Regions from separate parts of the Sus scrofa genome. Here all the other regions are linked to region 4. Evidence: chromatin contacts called from public Hi-C and HiChIP or PLAC-seq data. All regions are on one chromosome and are shown on one strand. Each heading gives the region's core, a stretch centred on a gene start, on an enhancer-like site or on the middle of the called end of the contact. The rest is flanking DNA. Distances are from core to core; before and after follow the strand shown. Region 1 has its middle 85 kb from the start of ALDH8A1. Region 2 has its middle 110 kb from the start of ALDH8A1. Region 3 has its middle 41 kb from the start of ALDH8A1. Region 4 holds the start of SGK1 (serum/glucocorticoid regulated kinase 1).

The links. Hi-C and Micro-C count contacts between places; a contact is called where the count stands out from the background. HiChIP or PLAC-seq counts read pairs in DNA pulled down with a chosen protein or histone mark.
Region 1: a contact with region 4 is called in a Hi-C map of liver, with 4 times the contacts expected there. The contact joins the enhancer-like site here to the promoter of SGK1 in region 4. A contact is called at or near these places in 2 of 5 promoter capture datasets (fetal skeletal muscle and liver), 27 of 47 Hi-C or Micro-C datasets (alveolar macrophages, blood, brain and 15 more) and 2 of 2 datasets of contacts at active chromatin or transcription factors (alveolar macrophages and skeletal muscle).
Region 2: an H3K27ac HiChIP or PLAC-seq map of alveolar macrophages shows a contact between it and region 4. The contact joins the enhancer-like site here to the promoter of SGK1 in region 4. A contact is called at or near these places in 2 of 5 promoter capture datasets (fetal skeletal muscle and liver), 28 of 47 Hi-C or Micro-C datasets (adipose tissue, alveolar macrophages, blood and 16 more) and 2 of 2 datasets of contacts at active chromatin or transcription factors (alveolar macrophages and skeletal muscle).
Region 3: a contact with region 4 is called in a Hi-C map of skeletal muscle, with 6 times the contacts expected there. The contact joins the enhancer-like site here to the promoter of SGK1 in region 4. A contact is called at or near these places in 1 of 5 promoter capture datasets (liver), 16 of 47 Hi-C or Micro-C datasets (adipose tissue, alveolar macrophages, brain and 10 more) and 2 of 2 datasets of contacts at active chromatin or transcription factors (alveolar macrophages and skeletal muscle).

The regions. Positions count from the first base shown.
Region 1 is chr1:29,143,809-29,147,273 of Sscrofa11.1, forward strand. No RefSeq gene overlaps it. Among named protein-coding and RNA genes, the nearest start is that of ALDH8A1, 85 kb to the left of the region's middle. Within about 2 kb of position 1,318, at least 4 of the 83 cell types and tissues checked have an H3K27ac peak or open chromatin away from gene starts, as enhancers often do. A contact at or near this core is called in fetal liver and liver, where this site is marked.
Region 2 is chr1:29,167,505-29,171,062 of Sscrofa11.1, forward strand. No RefSeq gene overlaps it. Among named protein-coding and RNA genes, the nearest start is that of ALDH8A1, 110 kb to the left of the region's middle. Within about 2 kb of position 2,272, at least 3 of the 83 cell types and tissues checked have an H3K27ac peak or open chromatin away from gene starts, as enhancers often do. A contact at or near this core is called in alveolar macrophages, fetal liver and liver, where this site is marked.
Region 3 is chr1:29,100,485-29,103,763 of Sscrofa11.1, forward strand. No RefSeq gene overlaps it. Among named protein-coding and RNA genes, the nearest start is that of ALDH8A1, 41 kb to the left of the region's middle. Within about 2 kb of position 1,742, at least 29 of the 83 cell types and tissues checked have an H3K27ac peak or open chromatin away from gene starts, as enhancers often do. A contact at or near this core is called in adipose tissue, alveolar macrophages, liver and 3 more, where this site is marked.
Region 4 is chr1:29,746,540-29,750,011 of Sscrofa11.1, forward strand. It overlaps SGK1 (serum/glucocorticoid regulated kinase 1), which reads left to right and starts at 1,356. Exons shown (of 12, transcript NM_001244459.1): 1 at 1,356-1,484; 2 at 1,620-1,695; 3 at 2,151-2,226; 4 at 2,638-2,742; 5 at 2,847-2,930; 6 at 3,046-3,177; 7 at 3,441-3,472. The coding sequence starts at 1,409.

The DNA of each region.
Region 1 (3,465 bases), core at 68-2,567, 600 kb before region 4:
AGGTGACGTAGGTAAGGACTTTAGACCAGGGCCTGATGCTCGTAAGCCCTCTATACTGGTTAGCTGTTACCATCATCACCTGGGCACTTGGTTGTACCAGCCATCCCTTAGTGTCCACAGGGGACTGGTTTCAGGACACCCCATGGATACCAAAATCCATGGATGCTCAAGTCCCTTGTATAAAGTGGTGCTGTACTATTTTCAATAGCGAAGACATGGAAACAACCTAAATGTCCATTGACAGAGGAGTGGATCAAGAAGATGTGGTACATATACACAATGAATATTACTCAGCCATTAAAAGGAACGAAATACCAGCATTTTTAGCAACATGGATGGACCTAGAAATTATCATGTTAAGTGAAGTCAGCCATACAATGTGACACCAACATCAAATGCTTTCACTGACACATGGAATCTGAAAAAAGGACAGACTGAACTTCTTTGCGGAACAGATGCTGACTCACAGGCATTGAAAAACTCATGGTCTCCGGAGGAGACAGTTTGGGGGGTGGGGGGATGTGCTTGGGTTGTGGGATGGAAATCCTGTGAAATTGGATTGTTAGGATCATTATACAACTACAGATGTGATAAATTCATTTGAATAATAAAAAAATAATAAAGTGGTGCTGTATAGCCAGCTCTGCATATCTGTGGGTTCCACATCTATGGATCCAGAGGCAGAGCCAGTGGTGCTAAATTAATGCTGTCTTACTCCACAATATGAATATTGTGGAGTCCTAATGAATGGGAGACTACTTGAAGGCTGGTCAAGTTAATCCTCAGCTGTTTGTGACTGAATACAGGAACACTAGAGAATTTTTTGTTCCAATGGTTGGTGGTAATTTCTCTGACAGGTACCAAATGCATGATAGTTTTACTCAAATAATTACTTTCTACACTAGGTCCACGAGCAGTTTAGTCAATATTTCTAGATTTCATCTAAAATATCAAGTTTTCCAATTTACTCATGCTGGCTAAACCTTGAATTATTATTCCAGGCACAAAACTAGGGCCAGTTTAGGAAATCAGTGGGAAATCTCTCTCTGAATTTTAACATTAAAAAAAATAGTGCCTGATTTTAGAGCTTAATGAATTAAAGTAGGTTTAGTGCAAGTGTGTACTACAAGCATGAAATAGCACAGGGAGAAAGTGGCATTTTGGATCAAAGGGAAAACAATAGCATGGAAAATAGGTTATTAAACTCTGTGCCATTTGCTCACTTTTTCGGTAATGTTTAACATGGTTTATTGATCACAATAGCCTTGATTTGTACATGGGAGCAGAAGATTACATTGCGGGCATCAGACCAACCCTTGTATACAACATCTACAAGCCAAAGATTTCATTAATAATTGATTTTAGGAGGATGGTACAAGCCCATATGGGCCTGTCTTTTGCCAGCTTGCTTCATCACAATGTACTGTTTGATTTATGAATAATTGTAGGGTATTAGTTCTGGAAGCTGCTACAGATTGGAAGTTGGAGGACACATCAGCGGCTCAGCCAGAGTCAGGTGTTCTGACTCCTTTTCAAAACCTTTTACACTAAACATACATGGAGTCTTTCATTAATAGAATCTGGACCTTGGATACAGATGTGAAAATCAGACAGGTCATTAATAGAAACAATTTCTCCAAGCAGCTCATTACAGGTGAACTTCAAATCTTCTTGCCTGCATCTTCTATGGAGCTGCCCCATGAGGCTGAATATCTAGGTCAGAGACCACGAAGCTTGGGTCCAGAAATTGTTCAGTGAGACACGCACTGTCCCTGGTAAGTGGGGAAAGTGTCACGTAGCCCAATTCACAGTCCAGAACTCTACCCAGTGTTGAATAACATACTCACCCGGAAACTATAGTTTTACTGCTCACGAAAACCCAAGATGCCAGGTAGAATCAAGAGATCCTGATTTTCCCAGGGATCTGGTTTGCTCTGCTCCAGCAGACTGCCTACTCTCCTATGCTGAAGGCCACGGTGTGCACTCTCAGCTCCACCCTCAAGCTCTCATCTTGCCTTTCTGCTTGGCAATTGAAGGGTCATGTGTCTTCCATGTCTATTTCAGGTGCCCCTTCTTGTGGACCAATAGCAAGAAAGGCATTTTCTGCTTGGTGTTCAGCTTGGCCCTGGTCATCCTCAGATTCCCAATTTGTGGGCCACTACCACTCTGCTATTGGCCCTATTGGCCTGTGTCTGGCAACCCAGACTCTTGTTTGTCTAAGAGGACATTCACTCCATGAGTTGCCAATGGTATGAATTTTTTTTTTTTTGCCCTCAGTTTTTATTTTGTATTTTTCATTATTTTTCCATTTTTTAAAATTATAGTTGATTTATACTGTTGTGCCAATTTATGCTGTACAGCGAAGTGACACAATCCTACATATACATACATTCCCTTCCTTGTATTATCTCCCATCATGGTCTATCCCAAGAGCCTGGGTTTAGTTCCCTGTGCTATATGATAGGACCTCATTGTTCATCCATTCTAAATGTAACATTTGCATCTACTAACCTCAAACTCCCAGGCTATCCCTCTCCCACCTTGGCAAACACAAGTCTGTTCTTTTTGTCTGTGAGTCTGTTTCTGTTTTGTAGGTAGGTTCATTTGTGCCATATTTTAGATTCCACATATAAGTGATATACAATTGTATGAATTTATCATAATTTACTGCCTGTAGTTGTGGTTGAGGCCAGAATATTGTTCCTGGGCTGCTGTGGCTTTCCTTTCCTGGGGGGTCCAGCTTCAACCCTGGCTGATCTGTTACATGGCTAAGGACTCCAGGGATCACAAGGGGTATGGTCCCCACCCTCCTGTGCTCACAGCAGCAACTACCAGCTAGAGATGATGGAACTCACACTGTCAGGGGCTTACCAGCACCCTTGGTTATAGGGCATCCAGGTGCACCCTAGGACCACACAATGCCATGGCTCAACCTGGCAAGAGAAGGCCAACAACATCATCCATAGGCTCCATCAGGGGGTGCATGGGTACATGGCCATGGCTTGAAGCCTTGAAATAGAAACAGAATGCAAGTTAGGACTGCAACAAAAGCCCTGGGAAAACCTGAAAATTTGCAAAGAGTGGCCCCTTGAATTTCCCAGCCTTTCCAAAGATTACATTTTGTGAATAAAAGCTCCACCTCGACTTCCTGTTTGTTTGTTTGTTTTTATAGACACATCTGTGGCATATGGAAGTTCTTGGGCCAGAGGTTGAAATGGAGCAGCAGCTGTAGACCTACCTCACAGCCACAGCAACACAGGATCCAAGTCATATCTGTGACCTATACTGCAGCTTGTGGCAATGCCAAATCCTTAGCCCACTGAGCAAGGCACATCCTCACCGGCACTATGTGCGGGACTTAACCTGCTGAGCCACAATGGAAACTCAACCTCTTTTCCGCCCACGGCAGGCACAGTGATTCGCTGTTCCTTCACTCCCAGGGGGGATTTTCTTGCTGACTGTAAG
Region 2 (3,558 bases), core at 1,022-3,521, 580 kb before region 4:
ACTGATTAAACAAGACCATGGTTGTCCTACCCCGTGAAGTGAGCAAGTATTTGGAATCCTGCAAAGGCAGCTCTTTGCCATGCAAATTGGTGCCACGGGAGACTTTTGCTCAGATGTCTGCTATAATATGCCTGTGAATGTCTGCGAAATTGTGCTATAGCTGTGGTGGGGAGAGGTTTTTCCATAATGTCCCAGTTTTATGGGTGGAAATAATAACTCTTAAGTTAAATGTCGTCTGGAAAACAATTTCTTATTATTCCCAATAGAAATAAATTTTCTGCTACAGCAGCTCAGGGCCTCCCTATTGAACTCTTTCATTCATTCATTCCACATACAATCTGGGCACTTGCTGTCCAGCAGTACGGTGCCTTCACGTGCTTGCAGATTATGTTTGCACTGATTGTTTCCCTGTGACTAGACACTTAATACCATCTCAACAGGGACAGAATGTAAATATGAGTGCAAGGTACAAATGAAACCTTTTCTTCTTAAGATGAAGAATTTTCAAGACATGTCATCAATTATTTCTGTGAAACACCACCACATAAAAAACTGTTTCCACAACATGATTTGAAGAAAGAGATTTATTTATAGGTTACTAGAGCTTAGGATCTGGCTGGACGATTCATCTTTTCACAACAGATTTTCAGAACACTCTGTTAAATTTTGAGTTTCTTCGCATCCACAGAGGGAGGATCCAGCCAACTTTTTTTTGGTTTGTTTTTTGGTCTTTTGTCTTTTAGGCTCATGTGCATGGCATATGGAGGTTCCCAGGCTGGGGGTTCTATCGGAGTTGCAACCACCAGCCACCACCACAGCCATAGGAACACAGGATCTAAGCCACATCTGCGAACTATACCACAGCTCACAGCAATGCCAGATCCTTAACCCACTGAGTGAGGCCAGGGGTCAAACCCATGTCCTCATTGGATACTGGTCGGGTTCGTTAACCACTGAGCCATGACGGGAACTCCAGTCAACTTTATATTTGCTTTGTAAAAGTCTCTCCATCATGCACAGCTTTTCTAGAGCATAAATCTCATAATACTTCCTATGCCTCCCGTGTAACATTAAATGAAACAATTGAAAGCAGTGTCAAGGGAAAGTAAAAAAATTGTTTAAATTCTCCTTAAAAAAAAAAAAATGGCCAAGACCAGAGCTTGTCTTGCCTGGTGTAACAACAGCCAGTGTTTTTTTTTGTGGCTTACAGTGGACTAAGCCACATATGAAGCCATTTGATCCTAGCGGCAACCCTGAGAGATTGGCACCGTTTCTTTCCCTGTTTTACAGATGAGACCTATAGGCATGGAGGTCAGGTAAAGTGCCCAAGGTCTCAACTGCTAGAAAGTGCAGTTTCAGAGTATGAACTTGGACAAGCTGGCTCCAGCGTTGGTGCTCTTGACTCTTCCCCTAGTTTCAGAGAAGTACCAGGGACAAAGCAGCTGGTTATCATGTGCCAGTTCCCTTCTACCTCTCATGTCTTGATTTATTTCTGTCCCTATCTCAGCCTTGTTGGAAATGAGAAGCAAGTTCTAGATAAAATGGGAGAATTAAAATGACACATAGTTACTCTTTGGTCAAGGGCTCTAGTGTGGGAGTGTCCTGGGGGCTGAAGGCTGGGAGAAGGTGAAGGCAGAAAACAGGAAGCTATTTAAGTCAGACATCAGCCCCCATTATGATAATAAAAGTGTGAGCCCTCTCACTTTAATATCTAATAGGCCTGCTTCTTAGCTTATCAATTTATCTCTGACTTACCTCAAAGTTCACCCTGGTGAGAGTAGGGGTGAAGGATACAATGATTAGGGGGTGGGGAAGGGGGTGGAGGGAGAGGGATGGCTAGAAGAATAGAATTGACATATGATATCAGGATAAATTCAGATCAGGTAGGTCAAGAACAGATGTGGGAGGAGTTCCTGTCGTGGCTCAGTGGTTAACGAATCCTCCTAGGAACCATGAGGTTGTGGGTTCGATCCCTGGCCTTGCTCAGTGGGTTAAGGATCCGGCGTTGCTGTGAGCTGTGGTGTAGGCTGGTGGCTACAGCTCCGATTCGACCCCTAGCCTGGGAACCTCCATATGCCGCAAGAGTGGCCCAATAAAAGGCAAAAAGCCAAAAAAAAAAAAAGAACAGATGTGGGAAATCTAGGTGGAATGGCAGAACTAAAGAAAGCCTTTTTTTTTTTTTTTTAGATTTAAGGAAGTTGGACTACCACTGATAAGACTTGAGATCATCCTCATTTTTGTAGGAGTAGAAATGTGTGAGAGAAGCACGAGGTCAGGGTGAATGTCCTGGGTGTCAGAAAGGAGAGCGAGTGGGCGACTGGCATTGATCTGGAGCCAGGCTTGCATCAGCAATCTGCTAAGGGCCAAAAGGGCTGCAGCCAGAAAGGCATTTCCTAAGACAGGGTTTTTGAACTTCGCTGTGCACCGAAGGGCCGAGAGCCAAGAGAGAAATCACCTCACCAAAATAAGGCTTCCAGATATACCCAGGCCAGTCAGTGGATATGTGAGCCTTGCACTCAGAACCCACCTCACCTGAATCCCCTTGGAAGCATAGCCAGCCCCTTTGGAAGGCCTCCTTGCCTTGTGGCTGCAGGAGTGTTCAGTTCCATCCTGGACTCTGAGTGCAAAGTAGTGGCAGGTGTGTTACTTTTTGTTACTTGCACAGCAAGAGGGGACTTCTCTGCCTCTATGTGTCCTGGACATGTTACCGGCCTCTCACCTCCCTTTATGTCAAAAAGGAAATTTTTATCACTTGCGAAGGCTATCACGTGACCTGCAAGATGGTGGCCGCCAATCTGACAAGGAGGCTTCCAAACAAGCTTAATATCATTGAGTAAAGAAAAAGAAATTGAATGTTTGTTTTATTTCTTCATTAATATCTACAATGTTTGCCTTGTGCCATTCGGGCTTTAAATAAATATACTTAGTGGTGGACATTTACGTCAGTCATTTTATATTCTCCTCAGAGGAGTTCTAGCCTATGAACGAGGCCAGAATAAAGGTCTACTTTATCTTTTTTTTTTTTCTTCCCTGACTGTCTCTGACCATTTCTGATCGCCTGAGATTTGCTATGATGTGCAAAGCCAGCTGTCAGTAATCCAGGTGTGCTTCATTTTAAGAGAAAGTCAAGGTTAGAATGTCTACCAAAGACTTGGCTTTAAAGGTATTCATGACAGTTCTGCTCCAAATAAAGCTTCTCTTTTGCTTTTGGAAACCATTGGCATGCGCTTTTCCAGGAACAAGCTTACTTGGATGCTACAGCTTGTCCTGAGGAGAGGGAGAATGTTCAGGACTTCAGAGGGCACTGGAAGGATGCCCTTTGTGGGGGCACCCTGTGGCTTAGACATAGAACCTCCACAGGTCAGCATTGTCCTCCCCAGCTTTCTGGCCAGACATTTCCATCCTGACAGGGGTGCCTCTGAGGTCTAGAATGGGAAAGAGGTGAGGTCAGCCAGAGGCCTGGTGTAGCACAAGAAACAGCCCAGCCTGGGGCTTTGGGTGTCCTGAGGACCAAACCCACCTCCACCACTGACTGACATTGGGAGCTTGGGTACCAGT
Region 3 (3,279 bases), core at 492-2,991, 650 kb before region 4:
CCCTCTCTGGCCTCCTGCCTGAAGCCCTGGTTCTCAAAGCAGTTAGGTCCATTCCAGTCTGGGACATACTTTGTTGATTAGCCTGATTATTTACTCTTTATAATTGCTATTTATGTTTGTATATTTTCATGCCAGTTCTCCACAATGAGAGATCAGGAATGCATCTTGCACTGTATATATCCCTCAATATAAAAAATGCCTTGTGTGTAATAGGACTTGTCAGAAACAGGATTTTCTTCATGTGGCCAAATTCTAGAGCTGAAGCAAGATTTGGAGATCCGACAAGTTTGTTGATGGATATAGTGGAGTCTGAATGAAAGAACACTTTAGATCTTTGAACCTAGCCATATACTCAAAATAAGCGATTTTGACTAAGTGGCTTTTATTAGTACCTATTACTGAGGCTAATTTATAAAGAAAGATATATAGCATGGATGAAGAGTTTGATGCAAAAGTAAGTCTAAAACATCACAAAAATTAACCTATGGAGAAATATTTCCACAGTTTGACGGTCATGTCAAAGTTTAAGGTGCAGCTTCTGATTAAGACTAATGCTCTTGATTCCGTGTTTTGTGACACCCCAGACTGGTGATTTCTCAGAATTTGTACTCACTACATGCAGCACCATGGTATTCCAGAAGGTGGCGCTGCTTTTCTGCAGAAATTTTTCGTGATCCGCTCAACAGCCTCCTCATTTGCATTACTGCTGCAAAGACTTGGCCAGAAAGCAATCTGAATATTTTATATTAGCGGAAATAGGAATTGCTTACATTTATTATATATTCCCCGATAAATGCAGGTTTCAGAAAGTTAGATTTTTTAAAAATGGCTTTCAATTTTTTTTGCATTTCTGACATTGAGAGACCAAGTTCCTCATTATCCCTGAACACTTTCAGATCTTTCAGATATATAATGGGTTGAGGGGACTGAGAGGACTTGAGTAGGCATCTAGGCCACCCTTCCTTTCTTTAGGTGAGGATCATATAGTCCAGATCCCTGACCAGGTCATCCATAAAGTCAAAGGCAGAGCCAGGAGTCAAACTCAGATCCCTTCACCATCCCATCCTATCCCTGCTGTTAGTTGGCATGTATCAGTTAAGCATCAGGTATGCCTCGCTGCTAAGTGTAAGGTGACAAAAGCCAATATCCATCTCATTCTGAGGATCTGCTATGGGGAGTCCTCAAATAGGAGTGTGTGTGTGTGTGTGTGTGTGTGTGTGTGTGTGTGTGTGTGTAGAACAGGGGTTCTGTACAATGATTTGTCTCATTCTTTTTTGCAGCATCTGACCCAGGGTAAGCCCTCAACAAGTATTTTTTGAGTAAATGAAGGATGGAAGGAAATGAAGAAAGGAAGGAAGGAGAGAAGGAGAGGAAAGGGAAGGAAGGGAGGAAAGGAAGAAAAGAGGGGAAAGAAGGATCGGAAAGAGAACAGAAAGCGTGGAGGAGAGGGAGGGAGCCCAGCGACTTGGAGCACCGCTTATCACCAGCAACAGCCAGAAGGTAGGGGCTGGGATGATTCACCCTGGGTCAGAGCGCTCTGAGAAATAGGATGGAGAACACTTTCTGGCCAACTGGGTTATTTTATTAGCTCTTATTTCATCCTATTTTGACTCAGAGTAAATTAAAAGGTGAATTTGGCGGCTTGTAAGTCTCGGGGAGGCTAAGTCTCCACCTGCCTCTGGTGTCGAGTCTGGCGGCGCTGGGAGGACATCCGCCCCCTCTCCCAGCCTCTCCCCCGCCCTTTCTCCCAGCCTCTCCCCCGCCCCCACTGGGTTCCCTCTGCTAACATCCTGGAAACTGCCCATTCATAGGGCAGACGGGACGTGGAAGATTTTGGGAAGAAGTCCATATTCAGAGTCAGAAAAATTCCAGGAAATCCAAACACATGGTTTTATTAGATTCAAGTCTAGAATAAGAATTATCGGTCTCAGTGCAAGCAGAGCAGAGAGGCAACCGCCCGAGACAGGAAGCACCGCCTCGCCTTTGAATACTCAAAGGCGAAGTACTGGCTTTTCTGTCTTGTGATTTATCTAATTCTAGAGGCAAAGCCTAAATGCCCTGAATTTTATTTCTGTGATTTTCCTTAAGATCCAGTCCCTCCATGGGGATTTTTATGTTTTATGCCATGGATCTCGCTTGACCTAATCAGCCATCAAAAATCATCTACCCTATGTCCCACTACTTTTGGGGTTTTTTTGGCTGCACTCTTGTTACTGGAAGTTCTCAGGCCAGGGATGGAACCCTGGCAATGACAATGCCAGATCCTTAACCTGCTGAGCCATCAGGCAACTCCCTATGTCCCATTCTTTCCCTTGCTAATTGACTAAATAATCTGAAGTGATAATTCCTATCTTAGAGACATATTTAATTTTTAAAAATTTTTGTTGAAAGATAGTTATTTACAATGTTGTGTTAATTTTAGGTATACAGTAAAGTGATTCAGTTATACATGCACACACACATATATTTTTTTCATATTTTCTGTTATAGATTATTACAAGATATTGACTATAGTTCCCTGTGCTATACAGTAGGTCTTTATTTATGTTTTATATATAGTTCTGTATATGTGTTTATCCCACACTTCTCATTTATTCCAACCCCTCTTTTGCCTTTGGTAACCATAAGATTGTTTTCTATATCTGTGAGTCTATTTCTGTTTTGTAAATAAGTTCATTTGTATCATTTTTTTAGATTACATTAGAAGTGATATTGTATGATATTTGTCTTTCTCTGTCTTACTTCACTTAGTATGACAATCTCTAAGTCCATCTATGTTGCTACAAAAATTATTTTTTATGTCTGAGTAGTATTCCACTGTACATATGTACCACATCTTCTTTAACCATTCATCTATAAGATGGACATTTAGGTAGCTTCAATGTCTTGGCAACTGTAAATGGTGCTGCAGTGAACACTGGGATGCATATATCTTTTTGAATTATAGTTTTCTCAGGATATATGCTCAGGAGTGGGATTGTGGGATCATGTGGTAACTCTATTTTTAGTTTTCCTAAGGAAGCTCCTAACCATTCTCCATAGTGGCTGCACCAATTTATATTCCTACCAACAGTGTAGGAGGGTCCCTTTTCCTCCACACCCTCTCCAGCATTTATTTATTTATTTATTCATTTGTTATGGCCACACCCATGTCCTGCAGAAGTTCTTGGGCCAGGGATCAAACCTGCACCACAACAGTGCCCCAAGCCACAGCAGTGACAATGCTGGATCCTTCATCTGCTGAGGCACCAGAGACCTCCCTCCAGCATTTATTATTTG
Region 4 (3,472 bases), core at 106-2,605:
TGCCATCTCTTCACGTGTTCTTGGCATGACGGGGATTAAAAATGCAAGGAAAAAAAGCATATGCCCAACGGACAGAATGTTCCCAAAGATTACTTGGGGGGGGGGACTGAAATGCAGATTTTTTTTTCCACTTTAGTGCAGAGACGAATTTTATTTCCGCCCCCTCCCCTCCACATTCCTGACCTCTCCCTCCCCCTTCCCTCTTTCTTTCCTTCCTTCCTCCTCTTCCAAGTTCTGGGATTTTTCAGCCTTGCTTGGCTTTGGCCAAAAGCACAAAAAAGGCGTTTTCGGAAGCGGCTCGGCCGTGCACAAGGGCCATTTGTTTGTTTTGGGACTCTGGGCAGGAAATCTTGCCCGGCCTGAGTCACGGCGGCTCCTTCAAGGAAACGTCAGTGTTCTCTTGTCGCCCTCGCCCGCTGCGCGCCCCGCCGCCGCTGCCCATGGGGGAGATGCAGGGCGCACTGGCCAGGACCCGGCTCGAGTCCCTGCTCCGGCCCCGCCACAAAAAGAGGGCCGAGGTGCAGAAAAGGAGTGAGTCCTTCCTTCTGACCGGACTAGGTAAGGACCGCTGCCGGCACTCTGGGGACTTTTCTCCCCCACTCATCCACTAGTTGCTCGGACCTGGCGAGTGGGGCTGGGTATTTGGGGTTGTACTGAGGGTGGCGGGCTGGGGCCGGGGTAGGAGGGCGGCGGGAACGGGGGGACCGGCCGGGAGCCCTGGCCCCACACTGACCCTGAAGATAAGGGCACGCTGAGCTGCCCTCGCCCGGCGCTGCCGCCCTGCGCGGGAGAGATAACCCGGGTTGGTGGTGCACAGCCGCCCGGCAAGCGCTGCGGAGGCTGCTGCGCGAATTAAGGGAGAGGGTCAGGGTCGGAGCCAGGGCTCGGGGTGAATCCGAACTAAGGGCTTGAGAAACTAGAGCGGGCACCGAGCCACCCCGATCGCCGCGCACCGAGCCGAAAGCGCTCAGATTTCCTGATTTGCCTAGACTCTGATTTCCTCGCCGAGCGGAATAAATGAGAAAGGTGGAAAATTACTCCGGCCGCTCCCTCGCTCCCCACCCCCTTCTTTTGCGGTTTCCCTCTCTCCGGCTCGGGAGCCGAGGGAAGCCGATAACAGCCCCGCGCCTGGCCCTCCCCAGGCGGTCCCCGCTTCCCCCCCCTCTTCTGCTCGCGGATGGTCCTCTGACCGGGGGCGGAACCGCCCGCAGCCAGCCGCTTCGCCGCCGGTCGAGCCGCAGGCAGCCGGGGGCGGGGCCGGGGCGGGGCCAGGCAGCGCCACTTCCTCATTGTTGCGTGGGCCCCGCCCCCGCGGCGACAAAACGCTTATAAAGGCGGTGGCAGTGCGGGAGCGCAGTGTTGGCTGAGCAGGTCTCCCTTCGCTAGCAACTCCCTGTTCTCTGTGACGATGACAGTGAAAACCGAGGCTGCTAGGAACACACTCACTTACTCCAGAATGAGGGGAATGGTAGCAATTCTCATCGGTGAGTGTAGGAATACGGCTGGATTTCTAGGTTTCGCGAAGTGGAAATTTTGCAAAGTCCCGGATCAGATTAGTGTGCGTGGCGTTGGATGTTACAATACCGTCTAAACATGTATTTCTCCTCTCTAATTCACAGCTTTCATGAAACAGAGAAGGATGGGCCTGAACGACTTTATTCAGAAGATTGCCAATAATTCCTATGCATGCAAACAGTAAGTTGGGGGGCGATTTGGGAAAATAAACATAAGTAGTAAAATTTTCCATTTACCAGTAGTGAAGACACATTCTCATCAGTATATGGATCAGGATGCTAAAGACTTTCTGGGGGGGAGGGGGCGGGTCCGTTTTCTCTTTAGGTTCTAATTATTTAAAACATTTGAAACATTAGAATTAATTAGCTGATTGGGCTTGTTCTAGAAATTCAAGAGGAAACTTTCATGTGTGCCTAATTAATCCCCTCTCTCCACAAAGGACAACCGTCCTCTCTGTAGTTAACTGGGTTTATTCTTTTCTTTGGCGATTATTTTCTTTAGCTGAGTAGTTGATTTGGATGTTTTTAGTTGAAACACTGAATTCTCCGGAAAAGTTGAGCCAGAAATTCACTGTTGGTGTTGTTCTGCCCCCTTGTGGAGAGCGAGCAGGTTCTAACTTCTTCCTTTCTTTGCAGCTCTGAAGTTCAGTCCATTTTGAAAATCTCTCAACCTCAGGAGCCTGAGCTTATGAATGCCAACCCTTCTCCTCCTGTAAGTGTCCTCTGTTGTGATGCATCAATGGAGAAATCTTGTAAATGAGTCATATAAGTCTTCCTACATTGTTGAGTTAAAACAGCATTTCTAGAAGTTAGTGTCAAGGCAGGAATGCCTCATTAGTGCATGGCAAACAAGTGACATAAGTAAGCACTTAAGTATGAGTCAGTGGAGTATTTTAAAAGGCATATTTCATAAGGGTATTTTCTGTTTAACAATAGCACGACTGTACAATTTCCATACGATAGTCACATGTATAGATGAAAAGTAGTTTGGAATGTGTTTATAGATATATGGGGACCTGCCTCAGTCATCTGTAGATGTATTCTCCTTTACATTGCCTGTACTGTATAACTGATAATCTTCCTTTGAAGCAAGGCTATTAAAAGAAAACATTTTATTTTCCAGCCAAGTCCTTCTCAGCAAATCAACCTGGGCCCATCTTCCAATCCTCATGCTAAACCGTCTGACTTTCACTTCTTGAAAGTGATTGGGAAGGGCAGTTTTGGAAAGGTAATTTCACATCTGAATTTTTCATTATTTGCAGTCCTTCGTATGCTCATTTTACATACTCCCTGAATGTGGCCAGCAAAATTGACTTTTAATTTAAATTTCAGGTTCTTCTAGCAAGACACAAAGCAGAAGAAGCATTCTATGCAGTCAAAGTTTTACAAAAGAAGGCGATCCTGAAAAAGAAGGAGGTATGAGTTGGGCTTGGTGGGTGGAAGTTGGAGATAAGACATTCACAGACTTTACCTTGGAATCTTTGGAGCCGAGTTGCAATTTGCCACTAACTCTTCATTGTCCTTTTCATAGGAAAAGCACATTATGTCGGAGCGGAATGTTCTCCTGAAGAATGTGAAACACCCTTTCCTGGTGGGCCTTCATTTCTCTTTCCAGACTGCTGACAAACTGTACTTTGTCCTAGACTACATTAACGGTGGAGAGGTGAGCAGAGGTGTTAGGAGGTGACCTTGGGTGTCTGTGGGCAGCCTGCTGAGAGGAAAGTGTTGAAAAGATACTCAGTGGGGGGAAAAGTTATCAGAATGAACATTCCCTTTGAACCTGCTTTTAGCCAGCTTTCAAATAGTTAATAGACTATTTAGGGCCGCTTCCTGCCATTGTCCTCTTTAGCTATATATGTCAAGACTAATTCTAGGCATTGTCCTCAGGCTTTGGCAGCTCTGCTAACTCTGTTTTGTCTCTTGCAGTTGTTCTACCATCTCCAGAGGGAGCGATGCTT